Regions from separate parts of the Mus musculus genome. Here all the other regions are linked to region 2. Evidence: chromatin contacts called from public HiChIP or PLAC-seq data. All regions are on one chromosome and are shown on one strand. Each heading gives the region's core, a stretch centred on a gene start, on an enhancer-like site or on the middle of the called end of the contact. The rest is flanking DNA. Distances are from core to core; before and after follow the strand shown.

What was found. HiChIP or PLAC-seq counts read pairs in DNA pulled down with a chosen protein or histone mark.
Region 1: a FOXA1 HiChIP or PLAC-seq map of pancreatic cancer cells shows a contact between it and region 2. The contact joins two enhancer-like sites. A contact is called at or near these places in 1 of 39 promoter capture datasets (the C10 cell line), 7 of 484 Hi-C or Micro-C datasets (3T3-L1-derived adipocytes, the Patski cell line, embryonic stem cells and 3 more), 12 of 115 datasets of contacts at active chromatin or transcription factors (the 230-238 cell line, CD8 T cells, a colorectal cancer cell line and 6 more) and 2 of 9 other capture datasets (bone marrow-derived macrophages and embryonic stem cells).
Region 3: a FOXA1 HiChIP or PLAC-seq map of pancreatic cancer cells shows a contact between it and region 2. The contact joins two enhancer-like sites. A contact is called at or near these places in 1 of 484 Hi-C or Micro-C datasets (nephron progenitors) and 3 of 115 datasets of contacts at active chromatin or transcription factors (CD8 T cells, memory CD8 T cells and pancreatic cancer cells).

Annotation. Positions count from the first base shown.
Region 1 is chr2:128,208,140-128,212,690 of GRCm38.p6, reverse strand. No RefSeq gene overlaps it. Among named protein-coding and RNA genes, the nearest start is that of Gm14009, 41 kb to the right of the region's middle. Within about 2 kb of position 2,365, at least 76 of the 459 cell types and tissues checked have an H3K27ac peak or open chromatin away from gene starts, as enhancers often do. A contact at or near this core is called in pancreatic cancer cells, where this site is marked.
Region 2 is chr2:128,379,365-128,383,809 of GRCm38.p6, reverse strand. The region is part of intron 1 of Morrbid (myeloid RNA regulator of BCL2L11 induced cell death); the gene reads left to right. Among named protein-coding and RNA genes, the nearest start is that of Gm14010, 41 kb to the left of the region's middle. Within about 2 kb of position 3,004, at least 58 of the 459 cell types and tissues checked have an H3K27ac peak or open chromatin away from gene starts, as enhancers often do. A contact at or near this core is called in pancreatic cancer cells, where this site is marked.
Region 3 is chr2:128,507,666-128,512,317 of GRCm38.p6, reverse strand. The region is part of intron 1 of Gm39928 (a long non-coding RNA gene); the gene reads left to right. Among named protein-coding and RNA genes, the nearest start is that of Gm39927, 12 kb to the left of the region's middle. Within about 2 kb of position 2,832, at least 8 of the 459 cell types and tissues checked have an H3K27ac peak or open chromatin away from gene starts, as enhancers often do. A contact at or near this core is called in pancreatic cancer cells, where this site is marked.

The DNA.
Region 1 (4,551 bases), core at 1,116-3,615, 170 kb after region 2:
GCTGTGTGATGTGAGCACTTGAGAAGTAGTATGTGCTCCTAACCGCTGAGCTATCTCTCCAACCCTCTTTCCGGGTGGGGTAGGGGGAGAGAGAGATGTGGTGGCTGGAGGAACCTTATTATATCTGCAGCAGGGTCAGGTGCTGACATAAGCAGTTGCTAGGTCTCCGAGAGTAGGCCAAGTGGAATTGCCTGTATATTAACAGGGCTAGCGTTAGGGGTCCTGGGTTTGAAGCCTAACATGGAGATCCCCACTTCTCTGAAGTGACAGACTGAAGGTGACCACATCTTACATGGACAGCTGTGGGGGTGCTGAGGTGTCTTGAGAAAAGTGAGACACTGGGCCCCGAATAATACTGTGTTTAGGGAGGGCCTGGGATAGGGAGACGCCAGACTCTTTAAGACCTGCTGTCCTGAGAGGCGCCCAAGCTTAAGCCTGACTGCTATGGAACTCAAACATAGAGTTTAGCAGAATGCTGGGTTGGTACCTGATGTCAAGACATCCGCCATACCCACAGGGTGTTCTATCCCCGGCTAGTCATACAGGAGGAAGCTCAGGCACCGAGATAGGAGGCTGCCTTGAGGCTTCACCCTTCCAGGTGCTGCATTAGCATTTTAATAGGGGCTTTCTGAGCTGCATCCCCAGGGGTCACAGTGCCCCAGGCTGCAGCAAAGCAGGTGCTTCCAGCCGGGAGATCCCCAGCTAGTATCCCTGCAGAGAGGCTTCCTGCTGCCTCTGGGTAGAAGCGGGTGTGGGAAGGAGGAGGGCGGCCTCCTAGGAATGGGAGGGAGATAGACGGGCGCTGGGGAAACGGAAACAGGTTAATTCGTTCTCCTTCCTGGATGAATAACCATATCTGCCCAGAAACGGAGTAGGTTCCTGGGGTGTACTGTGTTAATTGCCAGCCAGGCAGGGATGAGGAGGGACAGGACAAGGGATGGGGATACTAGGTGATGGAGAGTGGTTTCGAGCCTCACCTTCCTTTGTGAGAAGAATGTGATGGGACAGTTATGGCCTCAGGGACAGAATGGTGCCGAGCAGGCTTTTCTCCCTGTTCAAACCCCAAAGCCACACCTGAAACCCAGCATTGTGCTACCTCACATGCCTTGGGGCCCTTGGGATTCTCTTCCTGGCCTCCTTGCTTATCTCTAAGCAGACCAGTTCCTGGACTGTGAGGAGCGCTCATTATCTCCCCGTTGCCAAGGGCACTCTCCCTCCTTCGCCTGCTTCTAGACATTCTGCCTCCCAACACTTCCCGTGGTTAGTGCTTGCTTCCTGGCCGTGGAATCCCAGTCTTACCGCCGTATGCCCACGGCCCCTGTTTACGCTAGTGCAGCTCAGGCTATAGAAATGGCGCTGGAGAGAATCCCTTTCCAAGCCCCCGCCCCCACCCTCCCCAGTGCACTCCTCCTTAGCCCCAGCACCTTCCCAGCTCCAGAGGGCACTTCCTCTTCGTTTTTCCTCTGTCCTCAGATGACCTCACCCTTCCCAGCGAAAGGTGCTCTCTGCAGCCTCCAGCGCTGTACAGGCCTCCACATAATCTGCATAACTGGCCTCCTCTGATTTCCTGCAAAATCTAGATTCTAGGTCACTTCTGTTTCCTAAGCCTCCCCAGTGTGCAGTCAGTCCCTCTCAGAAAAGGTGTGATTCTCAGAAAAGTTTCCTAAAGCCATGTTTGGAAGTGACTGTGTTTTAAAAACAAAAGCAACCCGGGACACTAAAAATTACTTTTCTGAAGCCAAATCCTGCAGGCTAGCAAATCCCAACTTCTCTGCCCTGCCTGTTTTCAAGATGCACAATAACACGATCCTAGCAAATTTCTGTTCAGGAGTCTTTCTTTTCTCTGACGAGGCCTTAGTATTTATCTAGTAGAAATATTTCATTTGGGGATTCTCTACCCTGTAACTTTTTTAAAAAATCAGTTATTTGGCATGTGGTTCCCATTTCTAGAGCGGACTTCTCTTCCATTGTCATATATAAAGGTTCTGACAATTCACGAGGCTTTTCCAACTTTAACCTCTGCTTTGCAGAAAAGATAGCTTTGTCCAGCGAGGGCCATCTAACACCCGTCTGTATCCGCTCTGTGTTTCCCTGAGAGGTTTGGCAGGCAGCCAACTCAACGTTTTTTTTTTCCTGCAGTGTTAATTTTCACATATTTATGACAATTTCCCCAATGACAAAAATCCCAAAGTGGGAGCAGTTGTCCAATTTAGAGCCCTGTCTTTCAAATTACAATTGACAGAAAATGCAGTTGAGGAAAACCCAGCCACTAGTGCACACGTGCAAGCGCACGCACATGGGCACACACACACACACATAATTTCATGAGCTCAGGAAGTCCATCACTCTCTAAATAAAGAAACACTCAAAAGATTGACATGGGCTGAAAGATCAATAGCTGGGTGACTAGTGAGAATATGCCTAAGACAGTGAAATGAAACTGATTGTAAGGTAGAAAACCACGCAGGGGGAATCTGAAGGCTTGTGGGAACCAGCGGGCAAACATGATGATCATTGTTAAAGTAATTAACCCAAACAACTTTTGGGTAAATTCCAGGGAGTCCTCACCAGGGAAACTGATCCTTCAACAAGTTGGTTTCCAGTAAATTCTTTTCAAGCTGAGTGGCTTCAGGGGAATGAATGATGATTCATTAGTTGGCAGACTCACCCATTTCTTTAACTTTTCCTTGTTTCCTGGGTCTTTCCCTATGGAGCAACAGGTACTAGGGTTGCTAAGTCCACACCTTCCTCCTATAGTCAGATGGGCTGGCCCTCATCACATTCAAGTGGAAATGGAGACTCAGTCTCCCCCTGCTTACCTGCTCTCTTTCCTATTGTAACTCTGTGGCTATTGGACCCAGACTCTCGTCCTTAATTAAAGATGCCTTGTCCTGGACTCTGGACCTCTCAACTATGCTATGATGTCTCCTAGATGTCCAGAGTTCAGCATGTTCATTACTGAACTCTCTTTTGTGCCCTAAACGTGTACCCACTGTCAAAGCCACAGAACCATTTTAAATCCTCTTTTCCCCACGATCACCAAATGCAAGCTAAGGAGCAGCTCCTCTCTGCTGCCACAAGCTGCTCCATCCTCCTACCTGGTAGCTCCTGCTACCATGTAGCCATGTGGTCCACAGCTTTTCAGATTTGGTGCTTCTTTTGGGTAAGACCACCACCCTCGGCCTACCTGTTTTTAAGCTATTCGAAACACAGCTTCTAGGCAGGAAGTTCTGTGCTTTCTTCCCCAGGAGTTTTGTGCTCAGCTAGCAGGATCCTCATGGTACTATGGCCACAGACTGGTTATCTGAGAGCTCCTGGAAGACAGGCCAAATCTAACCTGGCTCCATTGGCCCCAAGTCTAGTACACCGTGAGCATTTATTTGTCAGGAGACCCTGAGCTCATGGCATCCTAGGGTTGATCTTGACAGTGGGAAGTGGATCTACAAAGCCCCATGGGAAAACACCCAGGGGAGATGCAATGTGACCAGACCACTTTGGAAGGCTAAGGAAAACCATACAGCAGCTCCACTTAGCTAGATTCACTCCCATTCCTTTGCCTCCTCATGACTATATTCTAGAGTGCAACCTCCCTAGCCTGCTGTGTTTGAACAGAATGAAGGTGACACACATATGGGCAGATTGTGTGTACAAATTGAGTTCTGCTCTGCCTCAGGCTGGAGGCTCATTCTGGGTGCTGGGTTCTCTCCTCCTGCCTCATCACACTTAAATCATAGAAACGCTAGCCCTGGCTTAGCTAACCTTTGCAGCACTGAGAAGCCAGGCATGTGACTCGGTGGTAGTTAGAAAGGTCACATGGTTAAGAGCCTTCTTGGGTCAAGCCTGCAGGCTGTGAGGAGCCTCAATGCTGAGCCACTCCTTCAACAGCAGTGATCTGTGTCCAATGACATGGTCCTGGCTGGTCAGACTCCTTTCCAGCCCATTGTCTACTGGGTACTCCAGGTATAGGTGATGTCACCAAGAGGGCAGCCAAGCAGGAGGTGGCATCTGGTGCCCAAGTCCAGCCCAACAGGCCAACTCTTGTTGGCAAGAGAGATACATGGCTAATTGACCATAACAGGACCAAGCCCTTGCCAAGTTCTCTCTGAGAAAGGAGAAAACTATTTGAAAATAAAATTAAGCAGCTTCTGTAAAGCCCAGCATGCCCAGCATAAATGCTTAGTGAGGATGAACTGGCAACCGTCTACGAACGATAACTTTTGGGCCAGGGAGAGGGCTCAGTCCATAAAGAACTTGCCTGTAAAGCACAAGGACCTGAGTGATGCACAGGATTCATGAGAGGGGCAGGCATAGGCTTGGAGAGGTAGGCTGTAGATAAAGTGCTTACCACAGAAGCGCGAAGACAGGAGCGTCAGTGCCCAGACCTCTTGCAAAAGCCACCTCTAATCCCAGAACTCAGGAGGCACTGCTAGCTACCCTAGCTGGAACTGTGAGCTCCAGGTGCAGATGCTGATTCAATAAATAAGATGGAGAACAATCTAGGGAGAAATCTGGTGTCAACTCTGGGTTTTCCCATGCACACAGATACGTGTG
Region 2 (4,445 bases), core at 1,755-4,254:
TCATTGTCCCTGAGCTGCTAGCTTCCCTGCAGAGCAGGCTGTTCTCTTAGGTTTGGAGGGCAACCAATAAGGGAAAGTTTTTTTTAAACCATAATTTTTATAATTTTATTGAGATAAAATTTACAAAATATATCATCATCATTTAGAAAAAGTTATGCACTTTATTACAAAACATGCTTGCAAATAAAAAAATATCACATATCAAAATTAACCAGACCCAGAGTCTATATGTCTCGACAGACTTCCATACAGTAACAGCAGCTCTCCAGAACGGAAACTGTGGAGCTTCACGTTGGATTTTTACACTCTTATTATTGAATACATTTGTGTATACTTTTTGGTTAAAAAATTTTAATGAATAAATACGACTTTTAAAAGCATGCATACTTGTGTGGTGCCAAGTGATATGTGCATACATTGTGCAATGTCTAAATCAGAGTCAAGACAACTTTCTCCTGGCTGGGAATATAGACACGATGGTACAGTGCCTCATATACATTCCAGATTTGATTCCTAGAACAATAATAAATAATAATAATAACAGAACAACATAGTCTTTAAAAGCTTTCAATTACTTATGGTAAAAAATCATTTAAGAATATGATATACATACATGCACATATATGTATATGATATATGTGCATATGTATATATTATACACACTGAAATAATACCACGATTTTACAAAAAACAGCTAATGGCTGGAAAGCTCTGGGTTCAGAGAAGAGACTTTTTGAAAAATAAAAAATCTTTAGAAACAAGTTAGCACAGTTTTGTAAAATACTCTCTCTTACATCGGTTGAAAGCCACGCAGCCACTGCACATAAACCCTTGCTTGTGTTAAGGTCCTGGGTCAGTATCCCTCAACCTCCACAGCTGAAAGGAAAAGAGAAGGGCTGTGAGGAGCCTGAAGGACCATGTCCCTTCTGCCTGAAGTATCTGTACATCCCAGGGATGAGGCTCTGACAGGCAGGGTGTTGTTGGTTACAGGGTAGGAATTCTATTTGGGGTTTTGGGGGTTTATCCTGATGTATATTCTGGCTCAAGTTTCATTCCCAACAAATTAACCAGGGAAATGACCCTTCAAAATGAGGGGACAGTGACTCACACATTTCCCAAACATCACTCGACTGGCGGTGAGTTAGCGGCGAGTCACTCTGACTTCTTGTGATAAAGCAGGCTGCCTTCATTCTTAGTTGCTGCACACTGATCCAGGGCCTCTGAGATCTGAGTTCCCCCATTGAAGAGTCCCTAAAGCCAGTGTTTATCAGGGACTTATATGGCTCTTCATATGGTGTAATTTCTGTTGATGCAGTTATAAGTGATGTTAAATGTTTGGGGTCACCTGGGGTTTCTCCAGACACCATGAGCCATTTTTAAAAGTCAAGGAGAGATGCCTTGGCAGATAGGAAAGATGGCTCTTTCCTAGACAATTTGGGGTGAGGAGGTGAGCCACGATGGAGGAACACCACTGTCATTTATAACTCTGTCCACCAACTCTGGAATCTATGGTTTGGTCCCCCTGCCAGCATCCCTGTAACAACATGAAAGTCGGCTTTTCTTCCCCTGGTCACCCACGGCTCCACTTCCTTCCAAACAGATCTTAGGCGAGGAAGTAAGTAAGAGACTATGAGAGGATTGGTGTGAAATAAATAAGGTTGAGTCTTTTTTCTAAGTTGGAACTCAGCAAAACAAGGCTTGCTGGCAGGGGCGGTAGCATGTCAGCTAAGTATAGACTGGAGGCAGGTACATCTGACAACCTCTGATATCTTTAAATGTCAAATTCACCACACATCACAGATGGCATCGTGCCTGGGCATCGAACCCCCTTTAAAATACTCTTCATGTAAATACATTTTTTGTGAAACCACAAGCTGTGTCTCTCAGTTTTGCTTTCAGCTGGCTTTGATAAAGAGATTGGTTGGCACCCTACAGCTAATTAAGCCCCAGCTTTCCAGCTATCATCAATGAAAGGGCTAGGTGACTCTCAGAAGCATGCTCCACTCTCCAGGGTCCAGGGACATTCACAGTGCCTTTGACTTGGGGTAACAGATCCACCCTTCAGCTTAGCCATACTCTTGAGTTTACCACCAGAGCCAACCTGTTTGCTATGCAGATGCACGGTGAGAGGCACCAGCGAGCTGGGTCAGGGGCAGGCTGCAGGAGTATAATGTGCCTTTCCTCATAAATTAATCTTACATGTATTTCAAACTCCTGCTTGTTATGTATTTAATGTTTCACTGAAAATCAATTTTATTTTCTTCTCTGTAGAAAAACAAACAAACAGTGCAGTGCTTTGAGACCCTAGCTTCTAGGATAAGCATCCTGACTCGGGGGCTTTTCTGACATTTGTCTAGTCTGGCTCCTGTCTCTCAGTTGCAGCTATTTATAGACTTTTATTTTTAAAAATCTCATAAAAAAAAGAAAGAAAGAAAAAAGAGAGAAAGAAAGAAAGAAAGAACATAATATCTATACCCAACTCTATATCTGAGCCAGTCTAACCTCTAAACACACATTGTTTTAGCAAAATTATTATCATCATTTTATAAATGATAACTTGACGTCAAACAAAAGGGTAAACGTAAGGGTAAACCACATTTTATTTATACATATGTATGTCTTTAAAACAAAACAAAGTTTAAAAAGTTTTGGTGTTAACAAGTTCAAGTTGTGTGTGTGGAAAAAATAACAAGAAGTCAGCTAGGTTACATGTCAAATAATTGTGCTAAAACATTAATTTTTGATACAGGGGAGCTTTTACGTTTATATATACTTTCCCAAAAAATGGGATTTTTTTTTTTTAAGATAAAATCTTGACCATTTATTCAGGAAGAGCTCGGGGCTGTGTAACCACCCTGCTCTTAAGAAATTCCCGGGTCACAAGCAGAGTGGAGTGTGAACTTGAGCTTTTCTGTTGTGGTGAAGCAGGGTGACAAGGACCGAGGTTCTGAAGAAAAGCCTTCAAACCCATGTCATGCTGTGCTTTTTTTTCCAGATGACTAAAACCATCATCATTTCCCAAGTCTCACACGGGGCGGTGGGGCTGGGTGTGGTTTTACAGAGGGCGGTAGGTGCTCCTGGCAGGCTTCTTCTGAGTTTGAGTGCCCAGTTTTGCTAAGTGAGGACAGGGAGAGTATTCTAAAGTCAAATTCTCACCAGACACTCCCCGAAAATGACAAACACCAGTGACCTCTTTTGTCTTGAAATTCCCTGTCACTTGTAAACTACAGCATTGTTAAGTTCCTCTGTCTTTTGTTCATCGATGGTGTCTTCCACGAGGCAGACTGCTTGCTTGGTGGGACGCAGTCTCGAAAGGGCTGAGAGAACTAGAGCAAGAAGCGTTTCTGAATTTCAGGCAGGTTGCTAAACATCACTCATGAATGGAAGATATTAACTCACTGGTGTTCGCATCCGTTCCACATCACCAGAAGCAGTGTCGACCTGTCACTGGGAATCTTTTAGCTCGATCACAAATAAAAATTCCTTCTGCTAAGCATTCTGACAATCTCTTTGTGCAGCCATCCTCCTGAGTTTTTTGCTGTTTGGTTTGGGACCTCCTCTGTTTATTTCTGGGTGGCTGTTTGTGCAGAAATTGACTTTCTAAAGAAACAACGACTCCTTGGACTCTGTGGGTGTTTCCTCTCTTTGCTACTAAAAGAAATTTCAAATGTGAACAGGTTGTGCCTAGGCACAAGGGACAAGAATCCACCAATTCCTAGATTGTCTGAGGTCAGGGAAGCACTGTGGTGTTTCTGTGGGTTTTTTTTTTTTCAAAGTGTTCCTCAATTTAACTATCCAGAACAACGAGCAGCGTCTTTGTCTGAAATAGATGTGTAACCCTGAATTTTTCTGAACACAAATAACAAAGATTAATACTTGCAGAATTGCCTGGAGACCCGAGAGTGATGTGCAGGCTGCAGTGAACGGTTGTGTCTCTCTGTAGACAATTGTTTGGGCTTTGAAGAACTCATTAATTCGATTGTAAGCGCCTCAGTGTTATCAGGAAAGTAGCTGTAGAAAATAGTTTCAGAATGTGTCATTTTCTCCTTGGTTTAATCTGAGGCAGTGTGTGGGCATGCTGGTATTTTAAAGGGCTAAAAATGTACACATTGCTGTGCCTTCAGACCTGAGGGACGGCGACAAGCAGGGTTTCCTGGACTCACATTCTGCTCGCCTTCCAAGCCATTCCTGAATCTTTAGGAAAGGGTCCTCTGCTGTCGGTGTCTTGTAGTGATACACAGAACAACAGCAACAACAACCACAACAAAAACAACGAGGCAGAAAGAAAACCCAGGCCAGCTTTCTTTCCATCGGGTCCTGATCTTAATATTTAACTTCTTATCATATAAAGCCTTGCGTTTTCATTTTATCTAGGTGCCATTCTTTATTTGTTTTTAATGAAATGATTTGTGGTGTAAGGCTGCCGTTTGGTTTCAATATTAATA
Region 3 (4,652 bases), core at 1,583-4,082, 130 kb before region 2:
TTTTATTTATTTAAATTTTACTTTTTAATGTGCAGGTGTGTGTAGTGTGTATGTTCCTAATGTGTGTGGGCTCATGTGGATAATGGTGTATATGCATGTACAATGTTGGCTTTAGATGTTTTCCTTGGCAGCTCTGCTTTGTTCTTTGAGGCCAGGTCTCTCAGTTGAACCCAGATACTGATGCTATGGGCTTGAGTAGCTAGCGAGCTTGCTCTGGAAGAGCCCCTGTATCAACCTCCTGAGTGTTGGAATTATAGGCTGGCTGACACGGGCAGCCTGGATCTCTGAATGCCGGTCCTTATACTTGCATTTATTCACTAGTCCATTTACCTAGTCCCTTCCTCGTTCTGTTAATAGATAGTATAGTGCCACCATAGCACAAAGGTGGCTTTAATGCAAGGACAACTGCAGAAGCAAGGGTCATCTCTCCATCTTTTTGCCTCTCAGAGCAGCATGCTATCCTATGCAATATTTCCCTAAGACAAAGTCTCTCTTCCGTCCCTCTCCCGCATTCCTCTCTAGCAACAATAAACAGGGCCCTGGCTGAGGACAGATTTGATTGCCATTGGAGGGTTGGGTCAGAATTATTCTACATCATGCAGAAGCCTGAGTGCCTGCTGTGGGTGTCCTGGCCATGGAGGAGTCAAGCCCATGGAGCCCGCAGAGCCCACGGAGCCCATGGAAGGGAGACTGGGAGGTCCCAGCTGCACATGCGTGGCAGTTGTCAGTAGGTTAAAAAAAATAAAAATGGAAATAATCAAGTTGCAGAGCCAGATGCTTGAGAGAGGAATCATCATGATGCTGTCAGTCAGTGCCGGCCAGAGGAGGAGCAAGGTCCATAAAGTGTTGGAAAGAAATCTGGTCTGTAGTGAAGTCTGCAACCTGGTTTAACCCACTGAGGACTGTTGGGAGCGAGGGACTTGAAAAACAATCTTTGAAGGGTGTTGGCAGCTGTATTGTTGGATTTTCTCTCCCCGGTGCAGAGCTTGCTTGAAGAATCTTGGTGTTTTTGTAGCATACATCAATCAGGTTTGGGTAAAGAAAAATCTCAAAAACATTCCCTCAGATTGACTTTCTTAGCTTGTTTAAAAAGAGAGAAAGAGAAACTTGTACATGCCAGAAGTTGAGGCAAAGGAAATAAAAGGAGAATCATATTTCAGAGAGACACTCCACACAATATGTGAAAGGCTGAAAGTTGTATAGGCAACATCCACAAAGAAGAAACGGAGTGGAGGCTGGCTTGGAAATGATTCTGTGTTTGAAAACATGCTTTGTGAACTGAATGAGGCAGGGCATGAGGGAGCTGCGACCATGGGGGGTGGGGCACTGGTCATCCATAGGTAGAAATATCCCTAGAACACCTTTCCCCTGGTACCAGCATCTGGTGCCACCTATGAGACTAATGTCCTGTGTCAGCTAAAGAGAAAGGATCACTATGCTAATTTAAGTAAATCTAACAGTAGCCCCTAGTGGGGCAAGAACTACTTGGGATGTTGAGGCAGTAGAATTGCAAGTTGAAGACCTGTATTAGATTGGAGATCTTAGTGAGGCCTTATCTTAAAATATAAAGTCAAAAGAATACTAAGACTATAGCTCAGGGGCAGAATACTTGCCCAGCGTGTATGAGGTTCTAGGTTCAATCCCCAGTACTGTCCAGAACAAAACATTATAACCACCACCACTACCACCACCACCAAAAACAATGAATTGGAAGAAACCAGGAATCCTAACTAGCCTGAAAGTTAGGCTCAAGAAAGCTCCCTACCCAGTGGAATTAGGCCCAGGAGGTCTCTCAAGGCAAGGCCTGTAGATCCAAACTGTCTGAGGCTGGACAGCCGCCCACTAGATAGTCAGCACCTGATGCCACACTTTCACAGTTGCCTCAAGAACTTGATTGGTCGTGACTGGGTCACCCACAGGAGAGTGCTGAGCAAAGGAGGGAACTGTGATTTCGAATTGTGACTGCGAATTGTGACTGTGAATCCCAATAGGATTTATGTCCTTTACCCTGATTTGTTATACAGGAACCTGTGGCTTTCTTCCACACGAGGGATACTTATCAGGCTGTACCTGACGTTCACCTGGGTGCCCTCCCCTGGGATGCTATTCCTGAGAAAACTATGTCTGATCTCTTAGGTACAGTGTCCCCTGATCTGCACACTGAACAACTATGGTATCTGTCTTTATTTTTCTCCTCATCCATTATCCTGTGAAACTCAGACATTTTAGTCTGAGCACAGAAACAAGGATTCCATTTGTGGTTGTGAACTTTGAGTGAGCTGGCTCTGTCACTGTACCCAGAGAAGGGGGATTTGAGAAAGGTAGCAATAATAGATTGTATACAAGAAAGTAAGGTACTTGCTAATCATGATGCAAATGACCACTACCTTGCTCCAAATTGCATGCGTCTCTCTTCATTGCCCTCGATGGCTGCTGTTTACAAACCTCCACAGTGATATGGAGTCTATCCTTTGAAGGAGAGAAACTATAACCTCAGTGTAGCTCTTTCCATTGGGAATCAGTTCAAGTCCATGGCTTTGGGGGACTTTACATCTGTGTTTCCAGAGCCATCCCAGCCCTTAAAAGCATGAAATATTCATGCCCACTAGTCTACCTCTAGGATGCACTAGATAGTAAGGAGAGGAGAGCTCTTGATAGCACAGTTGGCCTTCTATATTCAAGGGTTCTGCACACATGGATTCAACTTGTGAAAGAAATGCATTTGTACTAAACAGTTACAGATTTATTTTCTCATCATTCTTTAAACAATATGGTCCAACAGCCACTTGCACGGCTTCCGCATTGTATTATGTGGTATGAGTCATCTGTGTGATTTAAAGTACACAGGGTGGTGTTTGTGGATTGAATGCAAATATGACTTTAGCACCCAAAGGTGGTCTGGGAACCTCTTGATACCAAGATAACTGGTCCAGCTCATGGGACCGTTGCCCCCAGATCTCTGATGAACCACTTGGTAGTAGGAGTAGCATCATGGCTTGGGGGATTCCCTCCTCTGGGTACCGTGTGGAGCAGTGGTTAGCAACCCCACTACAGATGTTTTCTTTCACTGGCAAGCCTCCTCTTCAAAGGCTTTTGTCAAGGGGAAACCTTTTTCTGGGCCTGACCATTATTGTAGAATAAACAGCAGGATTTAGGCTGTGGTTGAATTGAACTTTCCAGAATATATATGAACCTCTTAAAAAGAACATTATTTCTACTTGATGAAATTTTGTATTTGTGGTTACTTTCCTGAAAATGTTAACCTGTGAGGTAATCAAACTGAATTCAATTTTTCCCCCAGTGGAATACACATTTTGCATCTCTGTACATAGATTATTTACATCAGACACGAATTCCCTAAGACTATTCGACCAGGAGACAACTGGTCTTGCAGATATGAACCTGGGTAGCTTATGGGGTGATTTTGACTGTGACATCAGGAGCTGGAATAGTGCAGAGATGAAGGGAGACAAAGCCCAGCTCTGCTACCTACTGAGGTAGGAATTATCAGGGTACCAAGATTTTATGTGTGCGCACACTCTAGTGTGTGCAGACATACGTGTGTGTGTGTACATGGAGCCCAGAGGACAGCTTTTGGTATTCTTCTTCAAGCCTTTTCTTGTTTTGTTACTGTTTTCATTTTTTTAATGTGGGTTTTATGGGTGTTTTGTCTGTCATCTGTCTGTCTGTCTGTCTGTGTGCCATGTGTATGCAGTGTCCTTGGAGGTCAGAAGAAGATGTCATATCTCTTAGAACTGGAGTTACAGATGGCTCTTAGCTTCCATGTAGGTGCTGGGAGCCAATTCCAGGTCTTTTGGAAGAGCAGCTCTTAACCACTGAGCCAACTCTCCAGCCCATTCTTTTGTTACTTCTAAGATGCGGTCTTCATTGGCTTAGAGCCTACAAAGCAGGCTAGGTTGGCTGGACAATGAGCACCCCAGGGTACTACCCATACTGCCTCTGCCTCTGAAGTGCTGTGATTCCAAGGCCATTGCACTCAGCTTTTAAACAGTATTATTTTATCTTTTCAGTTGGTACCGAGGAGCAAACATAGGTCTAGGTGCTTGATGCATTTCACTGCCTCTTGTGTTTCTAATTACAGTCCATATTTGTACTTCACTATCCTCATCTGAACATTAGAGATGGGGATGATAAAATATGGACTTGTGGGATTAACTGAGTGTCTGTGCCAGATACTTCCTGGCATGAGGCTCACACTCACCCATGCTTGTCAGCAGCACCATTGAAGGGGCTGTCACCATTGAAGGGGCTGTGTCCGTTCCAAGAGGCAAAAGAGTAGAACACCAGGGTTCCACTGTTGCTTCCTGGTCATTTTCAGAGAGAGATTTCTTTTGGGGGAGGTAGGGTGGGATTACCTCGATGCATACACATTTCTTCCTTTCGTTATATCAGCAAAGACTTGGAGATGGTTCAAAACCGCAGCGAGGTTTTCCATGTGGCCAGAGCCAGATTTCCTAAGCATCCCTGTCTGATACTGAGGGTAGCAGCTGTTCCGTTTCAGCAGGAGCAGGCGCTTGATTCCGCCTGGAAGATCCGATAAGTGAGGAATCCGGTCTTGCTTCCTGACTCTGCTTGCAGGCTCTGGTCAGCCTCACTCTCAGCTGGGCTGCCTTTTGCTCACACTCCTGGCA